Regions from separate parts of the Mus musculus genome. Here region 1 is linked to region 2. A link is a contact called in public Hi-C data. All regions are on one chromosome and are shown on one strand. Each heading gives the region's core, a stretch centred on a gene start, on an enhancer-like site or on the middle of the called end of the contact. The rest is flanking DNA. Distances are from core to core; before and after follow the strand shown. Region 1 overlaps Cdc14a (CDC14 cell division cycle 14A). Region 2 overlaps Cdc14a (CDC14 cell division cycle 14A).

Region 1 (3,201 bases), core at 248-2,747, 68 kb after region 2:
TTCCAGCACAGACTTTCTGTGAGTTCAATGCTAGCCTGGTCTACAGAGAAAGTTCCAGGATAACCAAGGCTATACAGAGAAACCCTGATGAGAGAGGGGGAAGGGTGGGGGGAGGGAGAGGGAAAGGGAGAAGGAGAATCCATTGCTAGCCCCTGAAACAATACACATAAAGAGACTCACACACGATTTATTTTTTTAAGAAAAAAATCTGAAAATAGACTCCCTTGAACTTACAGTCCAAACATTGACTAGTGCATCTCCATTCTGTCAAATTCTAGCATAATATCTCGACTCAAAGGCAAACAAAGACCTCGCTCCCACTGTCTTGGTGCCGGGTGGGGGGTGATATTCCAGTCTCATTGGGCTAGCTGGGCATAGTTCATTATATCACAGCTCCTTCATCTCCAAATGAATGATTAAAGAAGTTGATCTCCTCACCAATGCATGCTTTTCCTCCAACAATGTTGTCAAATTATAGCTGGATAGCTACAGTAAATCTCAACAAGTTTAAGAATTGAACATCAGGCATCTGGTATCCAATTCAATAAGTGTAAAAAGCCAAAACCATTTTGATTTGACAGCAAAGGAATTCAAAGAACTGACTGAAGTATATGGAGTCAGCAGGTGGAAGTTGGCAGGAGGGAGAAAGAAGGAAGGCTGTGTCCTTCTCAAAGGACCACGGAAGAGAAGCCCAAGACCAGAGAAAACACTTCCCAGGGCCCCCTGGATTTACATGACCCGCAGTGTACCCAGCATGCCCTGCTCTTCTCACGAGATTTACAGTGCTGAGGGCTTACGATTGTCTTTGGTTTTTCTAGTGAGCTGTGATCTCCGTGTGTCTGTCCCCAAGGAAATCATTGTCTAAAGTGCCACCATGCCTTACTCTACACATTAGAAGCTCTGTGCAAAACTGGTCAACCCCTCAATGAAAAGAAACACGACTTTCCAAGCACTGCCTAGTCCCGCCATGAAACTTATGGCCACCCGTTCTGAACAAGATGCTACACGTAAACATATTAATCAAATAGCTCTTGTGAAATCAAAAGAAATATTGCTTTTAAAATAGGATGCCTTACATTGTAAGAGCATAAGGCATGCCAATACTTTGTTTTTCATGTGTACAGTATGAATTGTGTGTGTGTATGTGTCTGTGTGCCTGTGTGTGTGTCTGTGTGTGTGTCTGTGTGTGTGTCTGTGTGTGTCTGTGTGTGTGTGCCTGTGTGAGTGTCTCTGTGTGTGTGTGTGTCTGTCTGTCTGTCTCTGTGTGTGTGTGTGTGTGTCTGAGTGTGTATGTAGCTGCATGTGTGCCACCTATGAATGTGGAGATCTGAGGCCCCAAGGCCAACCTTTGGGTGTTGGCCCTCACCTCTCCAGGTTTGAAAGTCTCTTTGTTTCTGTAGGAGCCTGACTCGCTGGCCCAGGAGCTTCTGGAGAGTATCCTGTCTCCACCTGCCATCTCCCAGCAGGGCCGCGCTGGAATTACAGAGTCTGCTGCTACAGCACTGGACACTCCTGTGAGATTTGGCAATGTAAATGCGGGTTATCAGACAAGCCCGCTGGCCCATCTCCCCGGCCCATCTTTAATTGGTTTGTTTTTGTTTAAAGAGCGTTGTTGATACTAGCTAATGTTTGCCTTACTATTGATGTTTCCCTCCAAGCAGAAGATGTTTTAGATCCTGACGGAAAACGCATAACGATCACATTTCCAGAAGATCCTAATTGCTTGGTACATACTAACCTAAGACACTGGGGCACCAGTCGGAGTGCCTGCTCATACCCTTAGATAGAGCACACCTTGCCACAGTTACAGATGCCAGTGGCTGACCACCTACCAACTTTCCTGTGTACAGGACAGCCTGAAAAAGAATGAAAGACCACTGGATACACAGGACTCTGGTATCTATCTGATCACGCTGCATTCCCAGGCTGCAGTCTCAGCCTTGGGATCAACCCCTGTCCCTGACACATCCTTTCAGGAAATCCCAGCTGCCTCACACACCATAAAATAAAGGACCTTCTCCACTTAGCACTTTCTTTAGCTCTAGGCACGGGGCAGGGTTGTAGAAGCCTTCAGCTGTCGCTTCTGTAAAATGAGTGACTATGTAGTATCCAGTATTTCATGTCCTTCCAATCTGAAGCACAGTCAGTGAAGGGACAGTCCCCTCCAAGACTCCAGTGAACAAAAGCAAGAGGTGGCTTCTTCGGGAATGCTCTGCTAAGATTAAAACTCACTCCCACAGAAGCATTCTCAGACCACGTAAGTTAACCCTTTTATATTCACCAGCTGCCACGGATAGCAAGAGGACTGGGCGGCCAGTCTATTCCTGTAGCTCCGGCAGAGGCGGTGATATATAAAAGGCTAGCTCTCACCTTTTTGTAAGCAGTTCCTGAAATCAGGGCCTGGAAAGGGAAAAGTCCTCTAAACCCAGTGGCTATGATCTCCTCACCTCCCAAAGCCCCTGGAATTCAAAGCCGCACCTCCCCCTTGCCTCCAGCCCACCCCACCCCCACCCCCGTGCTGTAGCTCCTACCTTCTTCTCTCTTTGGGGACTTACTTTGCAACATTTTCTCACCTTTATTACCAGCAAGCTCAAGCCACAAGGAATGTCTGAGTTCATTCATAGACCTTCTTCATACCCTCCTCCCCAGCCCTGGTTAGCACATACTCCTGCTTTAGGTCTCAGCACAACCACCCTTCCTCAGAGAAGTCTCTTCTCATCCCCACCTCTTTGGCTGCTCTCCAAATGTGCAGATCCCACGGGCCCTGTTTCTTGCCTTCAAAGACCAAAAGGTCTTTCGGGGGCTGAGGATGGGACGTAGTTCGTTTGGTAGAGCGCTTGCCAGCCACACACATGGCCCTGGCATTCATCCCCAGAATTGCATAAAATGGGGTCTAGCGGCAAATCCCAGGTCATTTTTAGCTACATAGTAAGTGCAAGGCTAGCCTGGGATAGATCAACGCCTGTCAAAAGAGAAAAATGCTGCAGCTCTCTCCTCCTTCCACGGACTTCAATCGTCTACTTTTAACATTTAACTAGTATTTTGTCTGAAATCCACTGCAGGACAAGCTCCCTGAACCAGGCTGAGCTGAACGACAGTCCCTAGGCATCCTGAGCACCTAGTCCAGGGATGGCTGAGTAAATAAGTAAAGGACTGGCTCGTTTGGGAAAGTATAGCAAAAGACAACACTCTTCATTCTAA
Region 2 (3,316 bases), core at 604-3,103:
TCACACCAATGCAAAATGGTCAGTATGGGAACATACGTACAGGTAGCATGATATGGACTGTGCAGACTATATTTAGAAATGTGTGTGTGTGTATACACACACATATACATACATATATATATATATATATATATACACACAGATATATATATACACAGATGCATCCAATAATGATCAATGACTAAAGAGACCATGAATTGGAAGGAGAATGAGGAGGGATATATGGAAGGGAGGGAAAGCAAATGAGAAATGTTGTAATTAAATTATAATCTCAAAATTTAAAAAAAAAAAAAAAAAACAGTTTTGGTCAATTTCCACTGAAAATAGACCACTCGGCATTTGATGCTCATCTGCTCACCCGTGAGATATTTCACGTCTTACACACCGATTAACTCCTTGTGCTGAGTAGACTCTGCTAGTGGCTTACTTTATTCATGCAAGGGCAGGCAAGACAGTTTCTGCGCACAAGCACAGAGAGGACACGGAAGACACAGATGTGTCTAATGCAACACAGCGTGAGCCACATGGGGCTGAGAATGACTCAGGGAACCACACAAACAGCCCAAGCCTCTATCCCAACCCTCTCCCCCACCTCCACACCAAGTGCTAGGATTACAGACAGCTCGCCACCATGACAGCTTTTTTTGCACAGGCTGAAGGAATCTACAATCTGGTCTTCATGCTTGCTTTGGCAAACATTTTTCTGATTGAGCCATCTCCCTGGTCCCAGCGTTATATTATTATTATTTTTTTTTTTTTTAAAGCAAAGTTTCCCAGTCAGAGCGATCGGAATGGAGCTGCCTGGGCAGGAACTGAGGCGAGCAGAGGCCCCAGCTGCCGATGGATGGGTGTGAACTGTGTTTACTAGGTGTTGAGCAAATACGATCCTGTTCTCTGAGTACCAAGGTAAAAAACAAGAAGCCCTGTGCGGTGCCCCTGCACCTGCGAAAGCAGCAGCTCCTCTCCTCTGAGGTCAGGTAGATGTAGCTGGGTGTGGCTCTCACCTGCCAAGGTCAAAGATGTGTCCCAGATAGCCAGCATTTGAGAAAACAAAATCAAGTCAACAATAGATTGACAATCTGAAAAAAATACCCTCCTGCTGACAGCGCTATTTCTCAGACAGCATTCGCTCAAAAGTGGTTAGACTTATTACTTATTGGGAGCTGGGGGGGGGGGGGGTGACAGACATCATGTAGCTAAAAGGAAGCCTTCTAAGTAGTTGCTACATTCTAAAGTTGATCTTTGAACTCTACTGAATCCCCAGGAGGCTACTTAAGGAAGCTTTTTGAAATTGAAAAACTAAGCGAGGTAATAAATGTGACCCACAGAGATGAGCGCTCCTCCCGACCCCCAAAAGATCACCCCTCAAGCTCCTTTCTCTGCATTTCGTCTCCATCAATCCCAGCCACAAGCAAGAACAAGGTACTGCTAGTGGGTGACCCTGCTCTGCATTTTCCTGTGAGGTCACCAGCTCATGGACCAGTCATCAAAATAAAGCAATAACGCGCTTCGCGGAAAGCAGAGGGAGCTATAAATTGAGGACCTAGCGTCACCAAGGTCGTCAAAGCAGGATGTCTTGCAGTCACTTCACCACTAGAGGGCGTGCTGCCCATATATACACAGGCACATACCATCACGGTGTAAATTGAACACTAGGGCTCTTGTTTTCACATATCTCCCTAGGATAAAAGGTCGATATTATTTTCCTGAACTGATCCCTGGCTAGATTCCAAAAGGAGTGGTTGTAGTATTGGTTCTCGGGTTCTTTGGGAATACCTTACAAGCCCTGTCGGAAAGTACAGACGTTTCGACACTGATTGCTACGGGGCGCTTTCAGATCGTGTGACTTTGGTTAGTTGTTAGGGTGGGTGAGCGGATTGGTTGGTTGGTTGGATCTGGATATGCCTAGTATTACTGGTAGAATCCTGACTGAGCAATGTGTGTCTAAGCAACAGGACAGACGGGTTGACTTGGGAACTGGAGAAACCATATTCTAGAAGGTGTTTTGGTTTTGTTTTGTTTTGTTTTGTTTTTGGGTTTTTGGGTTTTTTTTGTTTTTGTTTTTGTTTTTCAAGACCTGTGTCTGATGCTATTTCTCAGTCCTAAAGTCAATAATCCATGTGCTGGTCACATGGAAATATCCAAATTCCGGAGGCATCCTTCTCTAAACCTCCTAAATTGGACAATCTTGAAAGTACTCCCACATGAGCAGTCAGAGCGGATAGAGCACTGACTTAGGCTTCATGCCATTCTGGGGGACCATGACCGTACATGGCAAGCCTGTTATTTTGTGGAATCATTACCCTGGCCACCCATGGCTCCTGTGTCTTACAGGATGAACAGACCAGACTCAGGTATGCTGGAGTGTAAACGCCACACTGGACTTTGAAGGCATGATTTTTTTTTTAAATGTAAACTAAACTACTCCATTAATAATCCCTGTCTTAACTATATGTTGAAATATGTGGGATATAATGAATTAATTGAAATACATCTTTTAAAATACCTTCACCATTTCTTTCTATCATTTCTGAATGTCCCTAGTGGAATATTTAAAATATCCATATGACTAATTATACATGGCATTCTTTTTTTGTTGTTTTTTTGGTTTTGGTTTTTTTGTTTTTTGTTTTTTTGAGACAGGGTTTCTCTGTATAGCCCTGGCTGTCCTGGAACTCACTTTGTAGACCAGTCTGGCCTCAAACTCAGAAATCTGCCTGCCTCTGCCTCCCATGTGCTGGGATTAAAGGCGTGGGCCACCACCGCCTGGCTTATACATGGCATTCTTTAGATTCCTGAATGGGAGGTGAAAGCAGACAAAACCTTTAAGAAATCGTTAGACTAGAAGCAAGTGGTTACACCCTGCTGACCCATCCTCTGTAGCATTATAAGTAGCATTCTGGTCACATAACCTCCTTTAAGGGACTGACTCAGCAGTTAGAGTACCCGCCATGCAAGTACAAGAACCAGCATCAGATTCCCAGAAAGCCACATAATCTGGTGAGTGTGGCAGCCTGCTTGTAAATCTAGCTTCCAAAGGAATTCCGAGAACAGGCTGGCTAATAAGCCCGGCCATATTGATAAACTCTGAATATGACTGAGACCCACTCTTCCTTAATGAATAGGTAGACGGATGATAGACAATTTATTAACCTTAGGCCTCCACACGCACATGTGTGTACATCCACGCCATACATACAGACACATGTGTGCCCCACACATACAAAACAATGAATGCAGGCACATTGCACACAAACAAAAAAGTGTGGGAGAAACTAATATCACAGATATTAAGCTTGTGTGGTTGGTCGGTTGG

What was found. Hi-C and Micro-C count contacts between places; a contact is called where the count stands out from the background.
Region 1: a Hi-C map of trophoblast stem cells shows a contact between it and region 2, with 2.0 times the contacts expected there. The contact joins two enhancer-like sites. A contact is called at or near these places in 2 of 15 datasets of contacts at CTCF or cohesin (the NIH/3T3 cell line and pro-B cells), 50 of 484 Hi-C or Micro-C datasets (3T3-L1-derived adipocytes, the 63-12 cell line, the AML12 cell line and 34 more), 2 of 115 datasets of contacts at active chromatin or transcription factors (bone marrow-derived dendritic cells and embryonic stem cells) and 3 of 9 other capture datasets (adipose tissue, embryonic trunk and pancreatic islet).

Annotation. Positions count from the first base shown.
Region 1 is chr3:116,407,539-116,410,739 of GRCm38.p6, forward strand. All of the region lies in intron 2 of Cdc14a (CDC14 cell division cycle 14A), which reads right to left. Among named protein-coding and RNA genes, the nearest start is that of Cdc14a, 15 kb to the right of the region's middle. Within about 2 kb of position 1,498, at least 16 of the 459 cell types and tissues checked have an H3K27ac peak or open chromatin away from gene starts, as enhancers often do. A contact at or near this core is called in trophoblast stem cells, where this site is marked.
Region 2 is chr3:116,339,603-116,342,918 of GRCm38.p6, forward strand. The region is part of intron 7 of Cdc14a (CDC14 cell division cycle 14A); the gene reads right to left. Among named protein-coding and RNA genes, the nearest start is that of Cdc14a, 83 kb to the right of the region's middle. Within about 2 kb of position 1,854, at least 36 of the 459 cell types and tissues checked have an H3K27ac peak or open chromatin away from gene starts, as enhancers often do. A contact at or near this core is called in trophoblast stem cells, where this site is marked.